2 separate regions of the Oryzias latipes genome follow, and region 1 is linked to region 2. A link is a contact called in public Hi-C data. All regions are on one chromosome and are shown on one strand. The core of a region is the stretch at or near the end of the contact, and the rest is flanking DNA. Distances in the headings are between cores, read along the strand shown.

What was found. Hi-C and Micro-C count contacts between places; a contact is called where the count stands out from the background.
Region 1: a contact with region 2 is called in a Hi-C map of gastrula embryo, with 1.7 times the contacts expected there. The contact joins the enhancer-like site here to the promoter of zhx2 in region 2. A contact is called at or near these places in 3 of 5 Hi-C or Micro-C datasets (embryo, fibroblasts and gastrula embryo).

What each region holds. Positions count from the first base shown.
Region 1 is chr16:1,374,817-1,378,556 of ASM223467v1, reverse strand. No RefSeq gene overlaps it. Among protein-coding and RNA genes, the nearest start is that of zhx2, 65 kb to the right of the region's middle. Within about 2 kb of position 1,551, at least 4 of the 8 cell types and tissues checked have an H3K27ac peak or open chromatin away from gene starts, as enhancers often do. A contact at or near this core is called in gastrula embryo, where this site is marked.
Region 2 is chr16:1,310,621-1,313,872 of ASM223467v1, reverse strand. zhx2 (zinc fingers and homeoboxes protein 2) reads left to right here and starts at 1,790. Exons shown (of 13, transcript XM_020701844.2): 1 at 1,790-1,997. It overlaps LOC110014805 (a long non-coding RNA gene), which reads right to left and starts at 2,124. Exons shown (of 2, transcript XR_002289800.1): 1 at 2,019-2,124.

The sequences.
Region 1 (3,740 bases), core at 302-2,801, 65 kb before region 2:
GCCTCTATGTTCAACACTAACATCTACTGTCTTCATGTATTGATTGAGTCATTGTCTGGATACGTTTAGAAGGGAAGGCCAATAGGAAAAGTCTGACTGAGTCTAATTTCTCTCCATAGCTATACAATAAGCTAAGTTTGAAGTCAGCTCGACTTCAAACTTAATGCTAACCAGGACAATGATATGATTTTTTGCTAGTATTGAGCAAATAATCTGTATTTTCTAAGTTATGTACCTAATTGCAGTTCATTTTGATTACAGTGACAAAAACTAGTGTAATATATATAAATGACTCATTTGAAACAAAATGAGAATACAATCATCATCATCATACAATCACAACGGCAGACAAACTTGTGAACATTTATAGAACTTTGAAATGTTGTTCACCTTTCAATCCCTTCAGGGGTCACTACGGAAAATCAGCTTTCACTGATCAGGGGCTTTGGCAAAGATTTTCATCCTTATAATGTAACCAAAACTTAAAGAGCAATTTGTTTTTTTTGTCTTTCATCAAGTTTTTCTATTGTCAAGAGTATGGAGCAAAAAGATTTGGACTCATTTTAACAACATATTTATTAATTTTAGATCCTAGCTCTTAATGAGAAATAAAATTTCAGATGAACTCTGAGAAAAGCTTGGTGTAAAGCAAAGATAAGTTAAAATAACTTAAAACCTGGTAAAGAAAAAATCCTTAATGTCTAAAAACAAGGTTTTATTTCTTTGGAAGGATCAAATAGTTTGCAATTTAATGTTGATGTTAACTTTGCACAAAACGTTGTGGTATTAATGCTTCATTGCTATCCTTCACCTTTCAGCACATCCCGGTAGGAGTCGCCACAGCGAATCAGCTTCGACTGATTTGCACAGGTGGTTTGGCAGAGAGTATTTATGCTGGATGCCCTTCCTGACACAACTCTGTATTTTCACGGCTCAGAGAGACCCAGATAGGCAGCAGCGTGAAGGGTCTCATTTGAGCTCACTGCACGCCCTGGAAGCAAACCCCGGTTCAGCTGTGCTACAACCCCCCCCCCCCCAAATGAGCCATTAATTAAAGAATTATTGATCTTATGTCATTGTTTATTTATTTGTTACATTTAGTGTGTGTGGGGAGGGAGGGGGGGAAAGTGTGAAGGCGGGGTGGGGGGGGTAGAAGAGAATAAAAGGGAGGGAGGGGGGGAGAGTGGGGGATACAAGCGCCGAGTTGAAAGTTTAAGGTTATTTTTTTAAGCTGTAACCATACCAGATCTGCTGAGACGACAAACATTACATCACGAAGATGAGTTGAAGACATCTGTCTGTCAACACACTGTGGGTTAGGAGGAGGGATGAAGCAGACGGAGCTGTGGGGCAGTGTGCACGTGCACATGCACGTGGGGGTGGAGCTAAATGAACGCTGCCGAAGTGAACCGTGTGTTGAGGGGAACCAGATCCTCCCCAGCCAGACCAGGAGAGAGGGGGAGAGATCCCCAGGCCAGGAGCACCCCCGGCGACTGGACCTACGCAGCCTGGGGTGGGGGGGACGCCCTCCCAGCAAGGCACAGAGGCCCCCTACAGGGGCCCCCCCTGACACCGGGAGGCATAGGTGATCCCGGTCTGTCCCCACTCATGCACTCTCTCGCGCGCACACACACACAATCTTTTGGTTGCCCCCCATCCCCCGTTGCTGCTCAGTAACCCCCTCCGGCCGATTAACTCCCCAGCGCTGCACGCCCGACCACCACTGCAGCCGACAAGACACCCGCAAGCCTGGCCGCCCTGAGAGGACCAGGCGGGTGAAGACCGGCCGCCCCTCCCCGACCCCACCCATGTATGATGGTGTGGGTGTGCTGTGTGTGTGCTGCAGGTAAAATAGGAGGTCTCCAGTGTGGCGGGCCCCACCGCTGCCAAGCAGCAGAGCCCCCCCACTCCAGGGTCCCTCTGTGTGTGGTGTGTATTTGCTGTGTGTGTGCTGCTAACATGCAGTGTGTGTGTCTACAGTGAAAGTTAAAATTGTGGGGGGGACCAGTGAAAGATGAGTACGGATGTTTCACTGTGCCCCCCTCCACCAGACCCTCCCCACAAGGCCCGAGATGAATCAGGGTGTCTAATATGCGAGTAATAGTGGAATGGAGGGCGGGCGCCGACGCGACCCCAGAGAGAGATGCCCCCAGTGAGCCCCGTCAGCATAACCCCCCCATCCAGTTCCCTATGTGCCTATGTGCAACGTTTGTTTTGGTGGGAGCAGGGGGGGAGCAGACGGATGGGCACAACCGAGGGAAGAAGGCTCCCCCGAGCGACCGGCCCGGTACCAACCCAGAGGGGCAGGAGGTCCAGCCCCACTATTCATGCCCTGCCTAAAAGACTAGCACACCGCCCCCCCTCCAGGGCACTCCCTCCCCACCGAAAATGTAAATAAATAAAAAGCAAAAATAAATGAACAAAACAAGTCACATGCAACTCTTTACTCCTCTAACTGCTCCTTTTTTCTGTCCCCCTTTGATTTCAGGGTTCATCTGACTGTCTTTAAGTTTGTGGACAAACACAAACTGTTGCCATGGTTTTTGCAATTTTTGGCCAAGTAAAATACAACTGTGCATCACTTCTGAGAAAGATGACCTCTTGAAATCCCTCAGCCCCAAGTGTTGCTTAATACAAAACCATTCTTAATAACTGCTCATTAAAACCTGATGTTTGAATTTGCTTTTTGTAGTTTTTTAGGTTTGATGAGATTGTTTTGCTTTAGGATCTTCAGATACGCATGCAGGTTTTATTCTTGCTTTTTGTGCATGAATGCAAACATTACCCATGAGGCCACCTGACTGAGGCTGATGACTGTCACTGAGCACATGCTGGTGGTGTTTTTATCAGCATGTTTCCATGAGTGAAACAGAGAAAGTGTGAAAAGGAAACAAGGTGAGACAAAGCCTCATAAAATGTGTTTGAGAGTTTGATACCTTATGTTTGATGTGAAGCAGCTGAGGTGTAGCGAGCTTTGGAGGCTGTTGACGTATCCGTTTTTTTTTTACCCTTCTCCCTACATTGTAGAGGTTGAGGAAAAAGTCCCCGTCCTTCTCCAGTTGCATGACGACATGGATCAAAGGCAGTGCCTCTTCAATTGAAAACTATTGTAAGTCAGAGCAGCCTGCGACAGACTGGCGAACAGTCCAGGGTGTCCCCTGCCTTGTGCTTTGTGGTTGTTTGTGGTAAAAACCGTCCTCACTTTAGATGAGGTGCTGCAAAACAATTAAATAAACTGTTAACAAAGTTAATTAATACATTTGTAAAGCTTATAAGCATTTTAGTAATATGGATTTAGAAGATAATGGTCTGACTTTAGTTGTTAATGAATCTTATTAACACTTTCAGGTATTTGCAAGACATCTATAATGCTAATAAATGTCTCACTAGAACCCCAAACAATAATAATACTTCTTAATTTGTTAACAAAGGTTGTTAATAAATCTTATTAAGCTTATTAACACTGAGACATTTGTTAGGCATCAATAATGCCAATAAATGTATCATTAGCATCTTAAAAACATCCTAATAATAATGCTTGTAAATGTGTTAAATAATTTAATAAACATTATAAGACTTATTGTACTAATAAATATTTTACTAACACCCTAAAAATTCTATTATCATGCTTGTTAAAGCGTTAACAAAGCTTGTTAAGGAATCTTAATATAAAGTGTTACCACATTTTCTTTTATGATGTTTATATTCACTTATTTGGTTAATTTATTTTAACCGTTTTT
Region 2 (3,252 bases), core at 541-3,040:
TTTTTCTTTCTGTTTATTTGATTTTATTAAAGACATTTTGATGAGAATGACGGTACCGCGATTTAGCCGTAGCTTCAGCTGTTTGCGGAAAAGTCCCGCCCCTTTAACTGTCTCCACCAATCATTCTTGGAGGCTTAATCACATGTCATCAGTCTGACCAATCAGAAGCGGTTCAAGTCTTCACTTCCTTGTTCTGATTCTGCTCATAAAGTCCCTCAGTTCTAACAAAAATACCAGCTAAAGCTCGTCTTTAGCGGTGTAGCTTTCCACAGAATCCGGTGTCAGACCGTGGAACAAGTGAACAAAACAATGAAGCTCAGAGACGCGAGTCTGTCTGGCATTTTGCGGCAGTTTTCACACTACATCTCCCATGATGCATTGGGTTAAAGTTACAGCGTCTCAGCACACGAGTCTTTCTTGTTAAACTTCTTGAAACAACAACAAACACACATCAGACAGGTTTTAAATCTTCTAACTTAACTTTTTTTACATCTTTTAGAAAAAACAGCTGCAGCTTCCAGCTTTTTCTGACACAATAATTATCACTAAAATGCATGTGAGATTGTGGATGGACTGTAGATCAATACAGACTATGAGTTTCTCCTTTTTTTTCTTTTTTTTTCTTGGATGCTGGTGTTCCGCTGGATTTTGGTCAAGGTTAAAGTGTGCCGTGGCTCAGAAAAGGTTGAAAAACACTGCCATGCAGGACAAGCGAGCTGACTCTTTTGCTCAATTTGCCTGTGTTCCTGTTTTTCATTTCATTTCAACAGGAAGGTTTCTTTCTCCATCAACTTTATAATGTAAAACAAATTCCATTGTTTCATTGATGAACAGTTATACTTCCACCACTGTTTTTAAGTTTTTATATTGCGCTTTTAGTTTTCTAAATCTTTATGGTTGTAAAGGCAAACAGTTATTCTTGCAAAAAATGCGGAAACATGATACTGCCACCGCCATGCTGCACTGCTAGACCTATGATGCTGTGTATTTTTAGCTTTCCCCTTTTTCTTCAAAATCTAGCAATAATTGTCAATGTATTGAGAAATTCTCTAGGACAAAGTCTATCCTTCATTAGCAGCTTCTACAAGCCGTCACTTTATTGAACACATATAAAAACTGGATTTGTACTTTTTTAAATTCTCTTTTTTAATTCATATATTTTTACGCCAACTCATAGGCATTTATGCTCCTTTCTTTTCATTTTTACTTGTATCCCCCAGTATCGAGCTGCTGTGAGTCACTATTGTAATGACAAAAGAAAAGATTATAAATCTGAAAAGGAACGTTTCTTTTTTTTAATCACACCTGAAACACTTCCTCAACTTTATTTGGAAACTAACCTAAAGAAAATAACACAATGAAAAAGTGTGTCATTGTTATTTTGAAACAGCTGTATTGAGCAGAAGAGGTGGACATTCAAAGATTATGTGCAGAAACCTTTAACCCTTGTGTTTTCTTGCGGGGTACAGATGACGTTAACGTTGGGAGTGGGTCATCTGGACCCCTCAAGATAGCACAAGGGTTAGGCAGATGCGCTGGGATTGAGAGCAGCAGTTCTGCCAGTCGTCCAGCAGAGGTCGCTGTTGTGCGCATGTTTGAGCGTCACTTTTAGCTGCAGGTCTCCCGCAGCTCCACATGTATGCAGGTTCCTCTCGCTGATCGCGCGCTGCGCCGCCTCCTTTCCTCATCCGGGATGCGGGTGGAGGAGCCGGACTGCAGGAGGCGCAACAAGACCCCCCCCCCCCCCCCCCCCCCCCGAAGGATGCTTAAATATTCAATGAGCTGCGGGCGGAGGGGCGGGCAGGCGTCGTCAGCAAGGGACAACTTGACAACAACGAACGAGCGGCTTTTCATTCATTTTCGGAGCTTTGCGGAGACACCAGCACCCCCTCGTCGACCGGACACGGACTCCTCGCGCCGTCTTCCCCCGTTCCCAAAACTTTCTTCCCCCCCCCACCACCACCATGGAGCCGCAGAGGACGGGTACCGGCGCCGCGGTACGGCATGCAAATACGTACTCTGACGTCGGCGATCATGTGGCTTTTGGCGTAGATCCTCCTTGTGATCGCCAATTTTTTTCTTCCCGTCGACCGTCGTCTCCTCGGTTATCGGACCGCCGCGAAAGTGCTGGAAGCCCCTCGGCGTGGTCGTTGGTGTAATGGTCGCGGGGGGATTGAACCGCAGCACCTGAGCCGAAGCAGCAGCGGGCAGGTAAGCAGCGGATCAACTCCCTCCCCCTGTTTTCCCACCGCGGCTCCTCCTATCGAAAGTTAAAAGTGGACGCAGTTGTCGTCGCGGCTCGCGAGCGGCCGCGCGCCCCCGGAGACACGTTTGAACTTGTCTCGCCGCGTGAACTTTGACCGCGGACACCTGCGAACCGACACGCCGTCCGTTAAGTTGTTAGCGGAACGTTTTGGCGGCTGAGCGCGTGTTTCTCCCCGGTCTGCCGGGATCGAGGCGGGAGGGAACCGCGAGGAGAAACGTCGTGTCTACTTTCCCTCCTCCTCCCCGTGTCGACATAACCAGCAAAACATGGCCGTCTGTGCCGACATGTTGTTACGTAGATGGCGAAGGGGGGGACATTTGGGGAGAGGGCTGCTCCGCGCGCCCCTCCGCCCCTCGCGGCGCGGTCAGGCCGGCGGAAATGACCGTCAAGGCGCCGGTGCCGGCTTCCTTTGGCGGGGCGGGGAGAACTTTCGGAGTCGGCCGGTGTTTGTAGACTTTGACTCCGCTTTGAAGGCGTAACGTTGCCCCTGGTGATGCCGCCGCTGCCTCCTCCGAGACCGCGGCTCCCGCTGCAGACACGCCGACTCCTCGATGCAGAGCAGCGCCCCACCGGCGGCCAATAAGTCCAGCGGCCACACGGATGTCCTTCCAGCTGCTCACTGACCTGCTCTCTGATGTAGAGTCCTACTGTTTGTTCCTGCATAGCTGCAGCTCACAAGTCACTGTAGTCCGTGGGGTCTTTCTTCTCTTTCACTCCACTGAGGGTCACAGTGGAGACGAACTCAAACCTGCAACCAACCTCTGCATACGTGAGGACTGCAGGTTGGAAGTAGAAAACCAGGATCCAGGTAGAGGTCACCTGTGTGCCTCTGATGCAGAACTGTGACGCCGTTTTAAAGGCCTTTTGATGGTTGGTCACAGGCTTGTCTTTAAAGTCCCACTCTCATCATCTTTTCTTCTGTTGTTTTCCAGTGGGCTTTGAATTATGATTATGACATTTTTAGCCAAAAGAAACCCTGTTTTCTT